Linked DNA regions of Mus musculus: region 2 is linked to region 1. The links are chromatin contacts, called in public HiChIP or PLAC-seq maps. All regions are on one chromosome and are shown on one strand. Each heading gives the region's core, a stretch centred on a gene start, on an enhancer-like site or on the middle of the called end of the contact. The rest is flanking DNA. Distances are from core to core; before and after follow the strand shown.

What was found. HiChIP or PLAC-seq counts read pairs in DNA pulled down with a chosen protein or histone mark.
Region 2: a contact with region 1 is called in an H3K27ac HiChIP or PLAC-seq map of microglia, with 3 times the contacts expected there. The contact joins two enhancer-like sites. A contact is called at or near these places in 7 of 115 datasets of contacts at active chromatin or transcription factors (bone marrow-derived macrophages, embryonic stem cells, extraembryonic endoderm stem cells and 3 more) and 3 of 9 other capture datasets (adipose tissue, liver and pancreatic islet).

The regions. Positions count from the first base shown.
Region 1 is chr9:121,247,367-121,252,065 of GRCm38.p6, forward strand. It overlaps Ulk4 (unc-51-like kinase 4), which reads right to left. Exons shown (of 37, transcript NM_177589.3): 15 at 3,496-3,677; 16 at 1,559-1,605. Among named protein-coding and RNA genes, the nearest start is that of Gm34735, 21 kb to the right of the region's middle. Within about 2 kb of position 2,580, at least 16 of the 459 cell types and tissues checked have an H3K27ac peak or open chromatin away from gene starts, as enhancers often do. A contact at or near this core is called in bone marrow-derived macrophages, heart atrium and microglia, where this site is marked.
Region 2 is chr9:121,329,967-121,334,665 of GRCm38.p6, forward strand. It overlaps a transcript of Trak1 not described here. Among named protein-coding and RNA genes, the nearest start is that of Trak1, 35 kb to the right of the region's middle. Within about 2 kb of position 2,250, at least 225 of the 459 cell types and tissues checked have an H3K27ac peak or open chromatin away from gene starts, as enhancers often do. A contact at or near this core is called in bone marrow-derived macrophages, heart atrium and microglia, where this site is marked.

The DNA.
Region 1 (4,699 bases), core at 1,330-3,829:
GCTTCAAGAACGAGGAAGAACAAGCTTGCTAAGGAGAGCCGGTCTTTCCCAGTTCCCTGACTTAAAAGATGCTGACGCTGTCCAGAACTCTTCCCTGAAGAGACACAGCTTGGTGAAGAGTTACTACCGCAAGGTGACTACGAGAAGGGTGCAGACCACCTGACAAGCGCAATCGCCGTGTGCACACAGTCTCAGCAGCCGCTGCAGGCATGGACCAGCGTTCCAGACGCTTCTGACCAAACTTCCACCCATGAGTCAGAAACTTGCAAGTGCTCAGAACCTGGCTGAAGATGGTGTAGCATGAGCCAGCAACATGACAGATAACTCTCAGTTTAAAATGATTTAACAGCTAGCTTCGAAGCTGATTGGCTGGGGAATACGGGCAAATACCCTTGTTACACTGTCCTACACTGAAGTCTACAAAGTTCACGTGTTTGGTGCAGATCCCTTGTTCTCCAGTGAAAAGTATTTTGGTTGAGATTTTCATTCATTATCCAAATATCATGGATTTCATTTGTTCTTAGGACATGCAATTCAAGTAAATACATTAGAGTGTTACTTGTGTAAAAACTCCCAGTGATCAATTTTAAAAGATTGAAAAGGAGTATAAAAGACAGTTAAATAATACACATTTTAGAGGCTAGCACATTTTACTGTAAGTCATAAAATTAGATAGATAATTGTGTTTGTGAAAACTGAGCATTAAAATCCTGCAGACAAAAAAAAAAAATAGAAAGGAATAGAAGCACTTTCAAGTCAGCAGGGGGCGCTGCAGACCAGGAAATGACATCTGACAAACAGCAGCCCAGTTCTGTCTGCTGCAAGAACAGCACTGAGATACAAGAAAAACTTCCTTCCAAAGCCTTTCGAAAACTCCACGGATGCCCTCGTATTTCACCATGAGGAGAAACTGCTGTCACACCTCTGTCAACCTCAGCATTCCATCCTGAGTCTCCAAGATGACACAGATAATCCCTCCCCCACCTCCCCTCCCCCCTCCCCCCCACCATGGTGCACCAGACCTCTCTTCTGGCCCCACAGTCTGCCAAGGATCTACTGAGTAGGTGAGGACACAGCCCCATTCTACAGATGCGAGCACTGAGGCTCAGTGAACGTGATTTCCCTGCGGGTGAGGTAGGGCTGACCTGGGATCCCAACTCTACACTTCTGCATCCCACATAGACTCCTCCCAGAAAACAGTTCCATCATGTGATCAAGCCCCAGCAAGAGGAGCCTAGAGCCTGCAGCTCCCATACATGAGCACCGTGCATGATTGTCCCATCAGTTTCCATAATACCGTGGGGAAACTCCTGCCACCGGAGGAAGACAGAGGTGTCGGAGGCAGGCACAAGATGAAAAACCCAAAGGTGGGCCGATCTCACAATAGACACCCAGAGAAGGGACAGCCTTCCACATTGGGACAACAGGCAGTGGCTGCGAGTGTCTCATGGTTACCGCAGGCTCACTTCGGATGACTTAGGACTGTGCTTATGATGAGGTATCTGGCAATAACTACAAAATCACAAAGAATGTGCTTTAAAATACGAAGGTTACTTACATATCCCAGTTAGGAGCTATCCGCAGGTGCTGGATTAGCAACTGGAACTAGAATTTAAAAAAGAAAAACATCAAAATGTAAGTTTTATTCAGAACAACATCCAAAGCAATCGGTGAATTAGCAGGGAAACTTACACAGCTGGGGTAAGTGAGACTCCCTCCAGGGAGGTGACCACTGACAGACATGGAACCTCAGCCAGTGTGCCAGCAAAATAAACATAAATAAGAAGTAAGAACTGGGGGCTGGAGAGATGGCTCAGGGGTTAAGAGCACTGACTGCTCTTCCAAAGGTCCTGAGTTCAGTTCCCAGCAACCACATGGTGGCTCACAACCATCTGTAATGGGATCCAATGCCCTCTTCTGATGTGTCTGAGGAGAACTACATTGTACTCATATGCATAAAATAAAAAAATAAATAGAAGAAGAAGAAGAAGTGGTAAGAACCGAGCAATGGAGGGGACAGCTTAGCAGGTAAGAGCAGGTGCTACTTCTGCAGAGGATCCAGGTTCAATTCCCAGCACCCACATAGAGGTTTATAAGCACCAATCACCTGTAACTTCAGCTCCAGGGGAACTGACCCCCTCTTTTTGGCATCCAAGAGCACCTGATGTAACATGCACATGTGCACACACACACACACAATTTAAAGATAAAATGAATCCAGCCGGGCATGGTGGTGCACGCCTTTAATCCCAGCCCTCGGGAGGCAGAGGCAGGCGGATTTCTGAGTTCAAGGCCAGCCTGGTCTACAAAGTGAGTTCCAGGACAGCCAGGGCTACACAGAGAAACCCTGTCTCGAAAAACCAAAAAAAAAAAAAAAAAGATAAAATGAATCTTTAAAAAATTAAGAGCAAGATGTTCTCGATTTGTCCTACTAACTACTCTCCCCACCCCCCACAGACACACAGCAACCTTCACAGGGAGGGAACAAAATGAACTGAAACTCCTCCAGGCTGACTTCAGGGGCTCAGCAGAAAGTGCCACAGTCGCAGCTTCCAGCGGCCCGCCTGAGGAAGTGCCATAGTCGCAGCTTCCAGCGGCTGGCCTGAGGAGCTCTGCCGACCCTGGCCAGTCAGTCACCAGTGAGGCCCGCCAAGGAGAACAGGAAGCGAATGCTGTACGGCTTTCTGTCCTTTCACACATCGGAAACCCTCGCATTTGTCCAGGTGGCCTGGAGCAGGAGCCACCCGAGTTTACTCCAGCACAGAGCTCCATCTCCTGATTACAGACAGGTACAATGGCTCCCGGCCAACACTTAACAAAAATGTCCACAGTTCGAAACCACCATCCACACAACTGCTTCAAGGAAGTTGATGATGATTCCAAAACCTTCATGAGAAAATTTTTCATAAAAAAATAAATCACTTTATTCTTTGTAATTAAATCAGATTACGATTGTATCCATCTGGACATGGTGGCACAGACCTATAATCCCAGCAACTTGGGAAGCTGAGGCAGGAGGATCATATGATCAAGATCTAACTAAGCTACAGAACATGTTCAAGGCCTGGGGAACTCAGAGACGGTGGCTCAAAATAAAAACTAGGGTCAGGGATGTGGCTCAGTGGCAGAGCCCTTGCCTGGCCTGGGTAAGGCTCTGGGATCCCCTGTTCTACCACCACACACACACACACACACACACACACACACACACACATACACACACATACACACACACATATATTCACACACACATACACACATACACACACATATACACACATACACACACTAACATGCACACACACACATACACACACACACACACACACACACACATATCCTTGGTCTATTGTTTTTATTGCCTGTTCTGTTCTACTACTGAGCTGATCATCACTCGGCCCCAAGCTCTTGTTCACATGTCTTTGAAATACAGAGGCCAACCACACAGAGTAGGTGGTGGGGCCCTGGGAGGCCCATCTACCCTGCAGTACCTACCAGCGGGGAGTGAAGCAGCCTGGTGGCCACCTCCTTGTGCGTGGCCACCACACACAGGTAGCACAGGAGGTTCAGCTTGGCCCGCAGCGCCCCTGTGCTCTTCTCGCTGGAGTCGATCTGGGAGCACACCTGCTGCAGGAAGTCATTCCAGTCTTGGTCCTTGAGGACCAGCAACTTCTCCACTGTGGAGGGAAGGAAGCAGAGGGAGCACGTGTGAGGTGGAGAGGGCTGAGCAGACATCCAGTGAGAAGCAGAGGAACAGAGAACTCAGGGCCGGGATGAGGAGGAAACACTACATGACAGTTAACAAAAAGGCACCCCACCTCGGCTCTGAGGCGATGCGCTACTTGGCTGGCCTCTACCCAGGGAGACATAACCATGTCAGTGAACAACTGCTACAATAAGAACAGTAATGACAATGACCATAATAATAATCTTTTCGGGTCAAGAGCTGGGGAGACAGGGAGCCTTGCAAGCATGAGGACGTGAGTCTGAAGCCACACATGCAATCCTGACCCTCAGCAAGTGACGGCTGAGGCTTCCTGGGGCTCCGTGGCCAGCCAGTCTAGTCTAGTCAATGAGCTCAGATCAAGGGACCTCCCTCTGAAGAGATAGACAGTGTGTCTAAGGATAACACTGGGGCCATGCTCTGACACACATGCTCACACTTGCATGTGTACAGATCCAACCACATACAGCTACATCCACTCACATCTACACACACTTTTACAAGTCTGGTAAAATGACTGTTAGACACATCCAGGTCGGTAGGGTGGCTGGCAAAACCTGGAACTCCAGCCTCCAGCTTCCCGCACAAACCAAAGACATCAAAAATGGCGTCTAACCGCACGACAAATGCCAGAAATGGCATCTAACTGCAGGACAAACGGCAGAAGTGGCATCTAACCACACGACAAACGCCAGAAATGGCGTCTAACAGCACAGATCTTACCTTATCTCTATCCATAGACAGACTCGTTTATAAAAACTGCAACTGTTCTCTAACTCTCAGGGGAAGGACTGAGTGATTTCCTGGGTTTCACGGGTAAGGGTTCTCGATACTAGCCACACTATGACTCTGTCACTTTGGTCCCTCAGAAGCGTCCCTCTTGGAGGCTTTGCTCTTAGCTTGTATCCATGTATGAGCTTGGCCTGCACTCATGTAAGTCAGTGTCTTCTTAACTGTGCATCCGTTTTGTTATCT
Region 2 (4,699 bases), core at 1,000-3,499, 82 kb after region 1:
CATATGAATGTGCGTGTGCGTGCGTGTGTGTGTGTGTGTGTGTGTGTGTGTGTGTGTGTGTGTGTATGTGTTCATGCTCAAGAAGGTAGGTGTGCATGCACTTGTGTTTCCAGTCCCCTTCAGGTGCTTTTCTGTTCGGGTGCCACCCAGAATCTCTCTCTGGCTTAGAGTCCCCTATGCTAGTTGTTCAGAGAGCCCAGGGGCCTCCTATCTCCACCCCCAGCTCCACCATTGAGATTAGTTTCCAGCACATCAGCTTCCTTAAAAATGTGGGTTCTGGGGGTTGAATGAACTCAGGTCTTGTGTTTACATGGCAGAATTTTGCTGACCAAGCCATCTCTCTACACCACATTTCCACTGTGAGCTACTGTAGGAGTCGCATGCAGTCTGCAGAACCCGCTTACAAGGCCCTGACAGGACTGTCATCTTCCCATTTCTCCCTCAGCTTGTGTGGGAGAAATTCCTGGTTATTCGGACACTGAAGCGTTGCATTTTTAAAAAGCATATGAGTATACTGTACCTGTCTTCAGACATATCCCATGATAGATGGTTGTGAGCCACCATGTGGGTGCTGGGAATTGAACTCAGGACCTCCGGAAGAGCAAGCAGTGCTCCTAACCACTGAGCCATCTCTCCAGTCCCTGAGCATTGCATTTTTGCTGTGTTTGTATCTAAGGAGTTTCTTCTTTTGAGGAATATTATGGAGGAGACAGTTTCCTAAGTTTTGAAATGCTTATTGCTGCTATTAGCAGCACAACCGGCTGTTCTTCGGGTCTGACAACCCTGCCTTTTCTCTGAAAACATTTGTGGGTTGCCTAAGGCTTTCTCTCTTCCTTTTTTTTTTTCTTTTCTTTAAATGTCCCTTTCTGCCCTGTGTGAGAAGAGAACAGAGAGTCTTACCTTTGTGAATACTCTGTCCTAAGGCACATCCCCGGCCCTTCAATTTATTTATTTTTATTTTTAAAGGTTTGCTATTTTTATGTGTATTAGTGTTTCGTCTGCATGTATGTCTGTGCACTACGTGCATACAGGGCCCATTGCACCCAAAAGAGGGAGGTCAGCCACCTGGAACTGGAGTTACAGATAGCTTTCAGTTACCATGTGGATTCTGGGAATCGAACCCAGGTCCTCTGGAAGAGCTAATAGACCAGTGCTTTTTTCTTTTTTCTTTTTCTTTTTCTTTTTCTTTTTTTTTTTTTCCGAGACAGGGTTTCTCTGTATAGCCCTGGCTGACCTGGAACTCACTCTGTAGACCAGGCTGGTTTCGAACTCAGAAATCCACCCACCTCTGCCTCTCAAGTGTTGAGATTAAAGGCATGTGCTACAACTGCCCGGCTTCTTTACTTAATTTTTGAGACCCGGGCTCACTGTGTATCTCTGGATGGCCTGGAATTCACAGAGATCCACCTGCCTCTGACTCCTGAACATTGGGATTAAAATGTGTGTGCCTCCATGCCTAGCATAGCCGTGGACTTTTGAGACAGGGTTTCTAAGTAGCCCCTGCTCATCTTGACTGACCTGACTTGCAACCTCCCCGTCCCTGCTTCCTGAACACTGCCATGACCAGCATGCACTGCACCATGGCTTTTCTGTGTGGATCTAGTCCTTATCTTTACAGTCTGAGCGTCTTTTTTTCCTTTTACGTCACTACTAGATTATGGCAGGAACCATGGTTGGATGCTGAGTGGCTTGGGCGAGTGCAGACAGCCTTGTCTTGTTCCTGATCTTAGGAGCAGATGTTCTGTCAGCTGTGATGTTGCAGAAGTCCCGTTAAGGGTGGGAAAATGTGGCTTTCTGATTCTGGTGTTGAATTTTGTCAACTGCTTTATCACTGAGATGGTCATACACTTGTGTTGTTTTAATTTTATTAATGATGCTTTTGAGTTGTTTCTCGATTGCTTGTTTTTGAAATATTGTTTCTGAACCTGGCCTTCCAAAATATGTTCCTTCCAAAGGAAGACAGTTAGACAGACAGACAGACAGACACACACACACACACACACACACACACACACACACACACGGCCTTGTTAGTGTTGGGGATCAAGCCAGGGTACAGCTCTAACTGTAGTTGGCTCAGTGGGCTGTCTGTCCCCCTGTCTGGGCTTGGCTTCATGTTACCATACTCTGCAGCGGTCAGACTTTTAAATCCAATAGGAAACCCCCTCTGTGTCATTCAAGCTGGACCTTGGGCTTTGAGAGCTCTCTCTCTCTCACTTCCCTTGGGGAAGGATTAAAACTTCAGCCTGCTCCTGGAGAAAGTGCGGTTGTTGTGGACAGCAGACCGCAGCTTAGCAACTCTGGCAGGCATGCAGCTGTCTGCCCAGCTTGTCGCTCTCCCCTCCCCCATTCCTCCCTTCCCCTGCCCCGTCTCTCTCACCCCCACTTCTTTTCCTCTGGTCCCTCCCTCTTGTTTCTCCACACACCGCCTCCTGTTTCTCCTTTTCTCCTCTAGTCCCCTCTCTTTCCCCCTGTCTTGGGAGCCCTTTGTCCTTGCTATGACCCCTGTTCTGCACACACACACACACACACACACACACACACACACACCCCTCTCACTCAGTTCCCTTAACAGACCTCACAGCTCCTAATGGATGCGATTTGGCTCCTGTCTGTGCCTTTCTCTTGACCAGACTCCAGGTTTTGGTTTTTGTCTTTTTGGTGGAAAGTACAGGAACTCCTATTTTCATGATACAGGCAGTTTGTCTATAGCATTTGGCTTAGGGCAACAGGGAGCCACTGTTTCAAAGAACACAGCTGTTCTGCCTGTTGAGAGTGGTTGGTGTGTTACAGAGAGCCTCCCCTACCATTTTCAAATAAATGCCTTTTGCTTGGTAGGAAGACAACTTTTACTTTTAAAAATTATTACAGTTACTTTATTTTTGCCCTATGTAGCTGTGGTTGGCCTATCTACTACTTAGCCTAGGCTGGCCTCACACTAGCAACAGTTCTCCTACCTCAGCCTCTTGAGTGCTACACTACAGTGTAACCCTATACCTGGCTGAAAGTCCTCCTATTATTTTTGGTTGTTGTTTGTTTTTTGTTTTGTTTTGGTTTGGTTTTTCGAGACAGGGTTTCTCTGTGTAGCCCTGGCTGTCCTGGAACTCACTCTGTAGACCAGGCTGGCCTCGAACTCAGAAATCCACCTGCCTCTGCCTCCCAAGCGCTAGGATTATAGGCGTGTGCCACCACTGCCCCGCTGGTTGTTGTCTTGAGACATGTAGCCCAGGTTTGTCATGAATTTAGCCTTGTGAGATTAGGTGTGTGTCAGCAGACCTAGCTAGAACTAGTTTTGAATGGATCACAGATAAAATCATCCAGCTCCCATGGCCCGGAGAGAAATCCTAGTGCCTGGACCTGAGCTTGCTCAGAGCTTGGACCTTAAAACAGATAGTAGAAGTTCAATGTGTGTGTGTGTGTGTGTGTGTGTGTGTGTGTGTGTGTGTGTGTGCGCGCGCACGTGCGCCCATGTACACACACATAACCCAGGATAACAATACTTCAGAGTCAGATACATTCGTTAACTGCAGCCAAATATTAGGTCATTCTTTCAACAAAGCAAAACCGTTTGAAAAGTGTTATATCGGAATTATCTTCAGGTGCTTCAGAGATAATTGTGCTCATAAAAGCCAACTGTGTAGTCCGTCCCAGAAGGTAAAATGGTAGACTCGGTAAGACTTGCTTTGGCAGGGGCTGGAGGGATAAACCAGTTGGCTGATGCTTGCCCGGCATGCATGAGGCCTGTGCCCCACACCCAGTGCCACCCGAAGTCCAGCACTGGGGAGAAAGATGTCTTCTGTCACTCACTGGCCCATGGCAGGCTCTCACTGATCTAGAAACTCACTGCCTGGCTAGGTGACTGCCTGGATCCACCTTTCTCTGTCCCTCAGTGTGAGGTAACAGGCACACAAAGCCACCACTGGCCTTTCTATGTGGTTGCTGGGGATCTCCAGACCTTCAAACTGTGAGTTTCTACAAGCTCTGTCGCATCTTCCTAATCCTTCTCTTCTTCTATTTGGGAATAGTGTTCAGCTGGGTTTTCCTGTTACAGTCTCCTTCTTTGAAGCTCTTTTCTGTTGCCCGTATTGTCCCTGATTCTTCAGTTCTGCCATTCCATTGTCTCCGTGTCTAGAATCTGGAGGGGAGGTTTTCCTCTCATGTCTGATAGGCCTCTTCCCAGGGGGCTGTTGGAGGCTGTGGGAACAGCATGGGTGGCTGCAGGCTGGACCTTAAGTGACAGGGTACTGGACAGGTTTTCACTGGGGATTCTGGGAGTCAGTGGCTGGTAGTTCCTTTGTCTTGGGCTGTTGGGTTCCCTTGAAGGATGCTGCCTGTATCCTGTCATTTGATTTGAGCAAGGGAGGGTGTGTGCGGGTGTGTAGGGAGAGACGACCTGGTCTCACATGTTAAGTGTATAGATTTACATGTAACCCTGTCTATAGTATATTGTCAGACCTGCCCTTTTACTTATTTTACTCTTTAATTGTATTTTTTCAGTGCTGGGGATCCAGCCCCTCAGCTCCACCCCTTCCAGTACCTTCCTCAAGCCCCGTGTCCTGTCCACCAGTCCTCTCCCCAGCCCCCTTGCCTTCTTTTGTGTCTGTGCCACTGCAGAGCCCACAGACTCCATTTCAGATTCATCTCCAGTCTCTGCTGGACCACTGCCCGGGTGGGTGTTTGTGGAAGCGATGAGGAGCTG